Linked DNA regions of Sus scrofa: regions 1 and 3 are each linked to region 2. A link is a contact called in public Hi-C and HiChIP or PLAC-seq data. All regions are on one chromosome and are shown on one strand. The core of a region is the stretch at or near the end of the contact, and the rest is flanking DNA. Distances in the headings are between cores, read along the strand shown. Region 1 holds the start of TYROBP (TYRO protein tyrosine kinase binding protein). Region 2 holds the start of UPK1A (uroplakin 1A). Region 3 holds the start of LRFN3 (leucine-rich repeat and fibronectin type-III domain-containing protein 3).

Region 1 (2,700 bases), core at 174-2,673, 210 kb after region 2:
TTGGTATTTTTTGTGTGGATTCTTCAAAGGAGTCTTTAGATTTGGATAGTGTCTCGAAGGGATGCAAACTCCTCCCCTCCAAACTCTAGAATGTTTCTTTTTGGAGTCACCAAACTAGGCTGAATTCTATCCTCTGCCCTTAGGAGGACTTCTCCAGGACATCAGCCTGTCCTGGGCTGGGCTTTTCCAGAACAATTCAGAGCCTGCCTTCGGACTGAGGCCAACCATTCCTGTATGTCCCCTCCACACATTGTAAGCCGAGCATAAGGTCATGAACGATCACTGAAAGCATTCTGGATGCTTGGTCTTCAAGCATTTAAGGGGTGCTGCGAAAGGGGCTTTCGGGTCTAGGTTCTGCAGGGCCTGGGGGAGGGGTACTCCAGATGGACACCCCCAGGAGAGGAGTGAGCTATGAGAAAGAGAAGCTGGTTTCCTCACCTGATAAGCAGACTCTGTCTCAGCGATGTGTTGTTTCCGGGTCACTGCTTAGGGGTGGGGAGCAGCAGAGTGCAGACACAGGGTGAGAATCAGGAGCACCACATTGTGACAGAACCAGCCCCTCCATCACCCCCCTTGGATGCTTGTGACTCGGGAGCCATACCCCCTCCCCACCAGGCAGGTCCTCAGAGGGTCCCAGGCCATCCTCTGGCGGCCCCACTCACCGTCCACGGCCCCACGTGTCCGAGGGACCAGCCGACCCAGGGAGTACACAGCCAGGGCGATGAGGAGGGTCAGCACCAGATCCCCCAGCACGATCCCCGCCAGGATGCCGGGGCTCACGGCGGAGCAGCTGCATTCTGGAATGGATGGGGCATGGGGGTGAGGGGAGGTCCGTGGGAGTAGGGCATTGGGAGGAGGTGTCAGTCATCAGGGGGAGACTGGGGAAGGGACAGAGATGGGGTGGTCTCGGGCGGGGGGGGGGGTCGGGAGGGGGGACTGGCCTACCTCTCTGGGCCTGGACAAGGCTGAAACCTGAGGAGAGAAAAAGAAGGTAAACTGAGACACAGGGCTGGTGGGCATAGAGGCTGGGGGAGGGGGGTTCCTGACAGCCAGGAGGCAAGGGTGGACAGCAAGGTCCGGTGGGACCTGTGGGCCAGCATCCAAGCCGCTGGACTGTGTTACTTCTACATCGGCTTTTCCTGTTGCAACATCTTAGAGTGCCCTCCCTCTGCTTCTGCCAGAGGCCCAATCTCAGGGGCGCAGGCTCTGAGAGAGACCCATAGGGTGTGGGGGGCTGGGGAATCTGCTGGGTCCACCCCGCTCCCCACCCCTTTGCTTTTCTCTTCCCACCCTGTTCCCTGTCCTGCCCCAAGCTGAGCCCGGGAGCGTCAGAGGCCCCCAACTCACCACCCACAGCCAGGAGGAGAGGCAGGAGTCCATTGGAGGGTCCGAGGCGCCCCATGATGCAGATGACGCTGCTGGACACCACAGTCCAAGGCCAGTGGGATGTGGCGTAGTGTCCAACCAAGTAAAGGAGGAAGTCTGAGGTGGGCGGTGGCAGAAGGGAGGAGGGGACAATGGGGGAGGAGGAACAGAGACATATAATACCACAAAGAATCAGGCCCGGACACCCCAGAGGCCGTGCTGCAGCCGCTAACAGCTGGAATGAAAGGTCAAAGGTGCGTGGGTCAACTTGAGCTCCATCCCCAAACAAGGCTCAGACATCACTGTACCAGGAGCCTCGATGGCTGACTCTGACTGAGGCTATCGCTGCCTCTTCCGGGCTGGACGACCTTGAATCCGTCACTCAACCCCTCTGGGCCTCAGTTTCCTCATCTGTAAGATGAGAAGTAAAGCAGTACCTACTTTGTAGGGTGCTGTAGGGATCAAATGGATGAATATTTCTAGAACAGGGTCTGACACTTGTCAGCTCTTCATTTTTATTTTTATTTTTTTGCTTTTTAGGGTTGCACCCGCGGCATATGGAAGTTGAATCGAAGCTCCAGCTGCCGGCCTACACCACAGCACACCAGATCCGAGCTGAGTCTGGAACTACACCACAGCTCATGGCAATGCTGGATCCTTAACTCACTGAGCGAGGCCAGGGATCAAACCCGATTCCTTGTGGATCCTAGTTGGGTTTGTTAACCGCTGAGCCCCGAAGGGAGCTCCCTTGTCAGCTTTTTATAAGCACCCATTACAATTATTTGGAATGTTCATAGCATATTAAAGGAGAACCATTAGGGAGTTCCTGTCGTGGCTCAGCAGATTAAGAACCCGTCTAGTATCCATGAGGATATGTGTTCAATCCCTGGCCTCGCCTCGTTCAGTGGGTTAAAGGCTCCAGCGTTGCCACAAGCTGCGTCACAGGTCACAGACACAGCTCGGCTCCTACATTGCCGTGGCTGTGGTTTAGACCCGTAGCTGCAGCTCCAATTTGACCCCTAGCCGTAGGTGGGGCCCTATAAAGACAAAAAAGAAGAGAGAGAGAGATACAGGTGCTAAAGAGGTGCAGGCACTCTGTCCCAGGCATTAAGGCTTTTAACCCCCAACAGCACCGTCTGAGGCACAGGCTCTTACCCCCATTTTACAGAAAGAAAGATACTTGCCGAAGGTGACACAGCAAATAAAGGTGGAACTGGAACCCAGCAGCTAAAAACAGACATTTGACCCTCGGAAAGGAGTAGGGGAAAAGGGAAGATCGGGAAGGAGAGAGCCGAGGCGAGGCAGAGAAAGAGGAGAGGAACAGGCCGAGACAGG
Region 2 (2,700 bases), core at 153-2,652:
ACACTGGGAGAACCAAGGCCCAGAGAGAAAGTGCAGCAAATGCCTAGTCCTGAGGTCTGAGGAGTTCTGGGGAACAAGCCAACCATCTTCGCCTGCGGAATCAGCCTTGTGCCGCTAGAGGGCAGCATTAGAGGGACCTTGGGCCTCTTGGCTGCGCAGCTGGTGAGGTGAAGCCTCGAGCTGCACCCGCGGCCAGAAGACATACTTTGCAGACGTCTCTGCACTCCGTTCCCACCACTGACCTGGAAAATGATCTGATGGTACCCATTCTGCAGATGAGCTAATGCACAGACCAGGTCCCGCTGTACGGAGTAGGTGGAACTGGGATTTGAACCTAGGCCTCTTTGATTCCACAGAATGAAGACACTCCCACCCACAGCTCCTTGCTGTGACCCTGCTTTGTCCATGCGTCGCGTGTGTGGTGGTGGGGGGCACTTTTCTCCCACCAGGCCCGTTCAGTCCCTTTTTCTAGCACACTCCCCCGCCCCCACCCTTTGCTCCTTGAACTCTTCTCAAAATTCTCTCACACAGCCCCCTACTTCCATTCTCCTCCTCAACCCAGAGCCCGAGCATCAACATTCCAAGCATCCGTCCCACATGCCTCCCTCCCCCAAATCCCTGCCTCCTCCAGCCGCCCTCCTCTGCTGGCCTCCCGGTCTTGGAGAGGCTAGATCCCCCAGCCAAGGAGGCAGTTCTAGGCTTCAGGAGTCAAGTGTGGGTTTGACTTCGATCTCTCCTCGCCCTCCAGGAAGGCTCTAGTCCTAAGGAGAGACACTGGTGGGGGGGAGGGGGAGGGGAAACCGGGACATTCACCCTCCTACACCGCCCCCTCCACCCTGACAGACTGGGGACCAGAGGTCACTGCACTTCACCCTGCCAAATAGATAGCACAATCTGGAATTTCAGGTCTATAAATCACTTGCAGGGAGAGGGTGCCTCATAAAGCTGTTCTCTACTGGTCAGCCCGCTCTCCTCTCATCCCCTGGTCAGGACCCCCTCCTCGCTTCCAGGAAACTGGCCCAAGGAGGGGCCTGGGCATATATAGGGAGCCACTGTGGGAGGGGCCACCCAGAGAGGCTCCTGGCGGAGAAGGTGAGGAAGGGGTGCTGGCACTCTGCATGGGCATGGGGAGTTGAGGGGGTCTGAGGCTCAGGGAAGGCCAGCCCTGAGCTCTGGCTGGTGACTGCTCCACCTGAGCCTCTGTTTCCTCTTCTGTAAAATGGCCCACTGTCAGCGTTGCGGGAGGCTGGGCACACTGGCTACCAGCCTGGGCCCAGCAGAAAGCTGAGAGCAGCCCCTGTTAGCTGGGATACGGAAGGGGAGCAGTGGGTCCGGCTGGGCCCTCCCTCCCTTCTTGGCCTCTCCCTGACCTCACCCCTGCTCCGGTGTCCCAGGCAGGACGATGGCTTCTGCGGCAGCAGAGGGGGAGAAGGGGTCTCCGGTTGTGGTGGGTCTGCTGGTCGTGGGCAACATCATTATTCTGGTGAGACACCCCCCCACACCTTTGCCGGGAGCCCACTGTGAGGGTGAGAAGGAGGGGGTGGTCCTGAGGCTGGGAGTCGGGTGGCTGGGGGCCCAGGATTCCCCCGATGGCCAATGCCATCTGGCTCTCAGGTCAGAAAATCCCAGCTATTCCTCTCCCCAGCGGTGTGATCTTGAGCAAGTGATCTGACTTCTCTCTGCCTATTTCCCCATCTATCATGTACTCACTCTGGGCATTGTTGTGTGGATTAGTCCACGTATGACCCTCAGCTCCGAAAAAGTGCTTGACAAGGGCCAGATATCATCATGAGTGTGATCTGGACCTGACATGCCTGCTTGGCACACAGGGGGCCCACAGTAATGAATAATAACAATGCCTTTTAATTTTGTGATTCTTTTTGTCTTTTTTTTTTTTTTTTCTTTTTCTTTTTTGGTCTTTTTGCCATTTTCTTGGGCCGCTCCCGTGGCATATGGAGATTCCCAGGCTAGGGGTCTAATCGGAGCCGTAGCCACCAGCCTATGCCACAGCCACAGCAACGCAGGATCCGAGCTGCGTCTTCGACCTACACCACAGCTCACCACAATGCCGGATCCTTCACCCACTGAGCAAGGCCAGGGATGGAACCCGCAACCTCATGGTTCCTAGTTGGATTCGTTAACCGCTGAGCCACGATGGGAACTCCAAGTATGTGATTCTTGTACCTGGCTCCGGAGCCAGAAAACCTGGGTTCAAATCTCAGCTTTGTCACCTTCTATTGTAGGACCTGGAGCCTCAGTGTCCTCATCTGTAAGATGGAGATACAGTAGGCGTGCTGAGAGGAGAAAATGAGTTAGTGGATTTGTGCTTTGGCCAGAGTTTGGCACACATGGTTGCTCTCTGCAGTGGCCACAGCACTAGTCAGGACAGCTGGTAACAACAGTGGTTAGTGCACAGAAAGCAGTTTCAAGGACCAATGACTGGCAGACAGTAAGTACTCTATGACTGGTAGTCTGATTTTTGGCAAAGGTATCCGCTGAGGTCTTCCTCTCACCTTCTCACCTTGTTCTCCATCACTATAGGTAGCCAGATTTTTAGTTTCTCATTTTATATATATATATGCCATATATATATATATATATGCCACACTGGTGGCATGCAGAAGTTCCCGGGTCAGGGACTGAACCTGAGCCACAAAAGTGACAGCACCAGGTCCTCAACCTGATGAGCCACCAGGGAAC
Region 3 (2,700 bases), core at 127-2,626, 240 kb after region 2:
CAAGTTCCAAGGCCAGGCTTGTAGACCATAGCTCACATCCCTCTTCCTGCCACACCATCTGCCAGGAAACATGTGGGGCCCCCTCCCTCATCCTCCCCTCCACTATCCTCCAAGCATCAGCACAGGCAGACACCACTCCTGGTGAGTCATGTGTTAGTACAATTCTAATAGGCTACTCTGTGGGATAGTAGACCTGAGCTAGGAAGAGGGGAAGGCTGTGGACATACTTTTCGGGGTCAACTCGGTCAGCCCCCTGTCTCTGTCCAATTTTTTTTTTTTTTTTTTTTTGTCTTTTTAGGACCACGCCCACGGCATATGGAAGTGACCCAGGCTAGGGGTCAAATCAGAGCTGCAGCTGCCGGCCTACACCACAGCCAAACAACAGCAAACCTGAGCCGCGTCAGCAACATACACTGTAGCTCACTGCAGCTCACAGCAACACCAGATCCTTAACCCAATGAGCAGGGCCAGGGATCGAACCCACATCTTCATGGATACTAGTCGGGTTTGTTACCCCTGAGCCACAACAGGAACTCCTCTGCCCCAATTCTTATCTTCTTCTCCATGGGTTATCTGGCCAGTGTGCCTTGAGGTATAACTCTAATTCCAGAGGGCACAAAGTCTTGGAGGCAAGTTTTCCCCTTGCAGCCAGAGCAAGGAGACTTGGGAAGGAGCAAAGGCTCTGCTCTGGCTGCAAGATCAGCCTTGATGATGGGCAAGGTCCAATAAGGAAACTCCATCTGTGGGAAGGGCATCCTGGGAGGTGGTGCTGAGACAGAGGCACAGAAGGAGACAGACCGGGAGGGGGTGCCTCTGGGATGGAGAACCACATTCAAGGCTGTGATTGAGAACTGGGTACACATGTACACACATGTGCCCCAGCTCAGTCTGTCTCTGTCTCTCTCTCCCCGCGACTTTGTCTCTTTGACTTCTTCTACGTCTCTTTGTCTGTCTCTAACTTGTACTGTCTCTTGTCTCTCTTTTTCGTTCCGGGTCACTCCCTGTCTTTGTATTTCCATCTCTCCTTGAATATATCTTTCTATTTCTCTATCTGCCTCTCTCATTCTACTCTCTGTCCCTCAATCTAAGCCTGCCTATTTTTTGTCTCTGTCTTTATCTCTGTCTGTCTGTCTCTCTCAGTCTCTGTATCTCTCTGACTCTCTCTTTATCCAAGGGTTCTGTCTCCCAAGCAAAGCTAGGACGACTCCATAAGAGGTGGGGCCAGGGGCGCGCCTTTGAGAGCGGGGACCTGCCTACACCTTTAAGTGCGGGCGCGCGCGGGGCCTGCGCCTTTAAGCGCGGGTGCGCGCACGGCCCTGGGTTCCCGGCGAGGAGGCCGCGGGAGCGCCCGGACCCGGCCCGCCTGCCCGGCCCCCGCCCGGCCCCCGCCCCGGCCCTGGCGGGGGAGGGGTCTCTGAGCGCGGCCCCTCCCCCCTGCGCCCCCGCCTCTGCTGCGGTGCCCCTACACCGCGTGTCTCCGTCTGTCCGTCTGTCTGCGCCGGGCCTCGCCCCACCCCGGCCCCCGGGGCTGCCTGGCCGCCCCCCCACCCACCGCAGCCGCCCCCCTGCCTCTGGGCCAGCCCCCGCTGCAGCCCAGGAAGCAAGTCAGGACGCCGCCGCCTCAGATCCAGGGCCTGCATCGTGAAATCGGGGGCCTGCACCCCGAGATTGGATCCGGAGATCTGGAAACCCGAGCCTGGGAGCCTGATTTGGGGCTGAAACCCCAACACCTGGAGCCTGAACATCAATATCTGGGGCTGAAATCCCAGCATCAGTCTCTGGGGCTGATTTGGAACCTGAACCCCAAGAATTGGAATATGGACCCCAAGATTTGGAGCTTGAACCTCAAGATCTGGCATCTCAAACCCCAAATCTGGAGCTGAACTCTGAGTTCTGTGCCTGGGACCTTGAAATCTGGGACTGGATTCTCATGCTTATACCCTGGAACCCACTATTTAGAACCTGAACCCTGAGATTTAGGCCTCAGATTCCAAGATCTGAACCCTGGCATTCCACAGGGCCTAAAGCTGAGTTTGGGCCTGAAGTCCTTGCTGCAAACCTGAATGCTGAGATTTGGGGCAAATCTTGACTCAGCACCCCAATATCAACTGAGCACCCCAGTATCAGATTCCAAGACTGGGCCTGCGACTCAGACCTTAAACTCTGCATATGACTGTTTAGCCTCTCAAGACCAGAGCTGGGAGACCCTGACTGAGCAACCCAAACTGGGTTGGACCCTTAGAGGCCCAATATTTGGAGATCTAGGACTCAAAGCGTTAAGGTCTGCAGACACTGTGGCCACAAGTCTGAGCTGAGACACCAACAGATAGTCCCTCTACAGAGGCCTTGGGGACAAGGAAGGCATGACCAGGCACCCCCTCCAGAGCCCTGACCCCTGACCCCCTTGGAGCTTGAGGACTTTGCTCCCTGGGGCAGCTTCCAGCTCAGGTAAGGCTACTGAGAGACCCTCTGGAGGGGAGGGACTTGGGAGGAACTTTGTGGCTGGGGGTGGAGGTGAGGAGGACCAGGTCTCCCTGGGCACCCTTTGGAGTTTCTGCAGGAGGCAGGTGTATCCACTCACAAGGGTCTGCCTCCAACTCCTGCTCTGCCTCGAACACTCCGGACATTTGGCCAGCCCTGCCCCTCCCTGCCCTCCTCATCCCCAGGGGATGGCATCTCCAGGTCTGTGACCTCCCCACC

Evidence for each region. A called contact is a pair of places that touch in the nucleus more often than the background predicts. HiChIP or PLAC-seq counts read pairs in DNA pulled down with a chosen protein or histone mark.
Region 1: a contact with region 2 is called in an H3K27ac HiChIP or PLAC-seq map of alveolar macrophages. The contact joins the promoter of TYROBP here to the promoter of UPK1A in region 2. A contact is called at or near these places in 1 of 5 promoter capture datasets (fetal skeletal muscle), 1 of 47 Hi-C or Micro-C datasets (epiblast stem cells) and 1 of 2 datasets of contacts at active chromatin or transcription factors (alveolar macrophages).
Region 3: a Hi-C map of alveolar macrophages shows a contact between it and region 2, with 1.9 times the contacts expected there. The contact joins the promoter of LRFN3 here to the promoter of UPK1A in region 2. A contact is called at or near these places in 7 of 47 Hi-C or Micro-C datasets (alveolar macrophages, embryonic fibroblasts, heart right ventricle and 3 more).

What each region holds. Positions count from the first base shown.
Region 1 is chr6:45,311,063-45,313,762 of Sscrofa11.1, forward strand. It overlaps TYROBP (TYRO protein tyrosine kinase binding protein), which reads right to left and starts at 1,424. Exons shown (of 5, transcript NM_214202.1): 1 at 1,348-1,424; 2 at 946-972; 3 at 663-797; 4 at 439-482. The coding sequence starts at 1,402.
Region 2 is chr6:45,103,716-45,106,415 of Sscrofa11.1, forward strand. It overlaps UPK1A (uroplakin 1A), which reads left to right and starts at 1,403. Exons shown (of 7, transcript NM_001123211.1): 1 at 1,403-1,483. The coding sequence starts at 1,403.
Region 3 is chr6:45,342,470-45,345,169 of Sscrofa11.1, forward strand. It overlaps LRFN3 (leucine-rich repeat and fibronectin type-III domain-containing protein 3), which reads left to right and starts at 1,377. Exons shown (of 4, transcript XM_003481830.4): 1 at 1,377-2,448.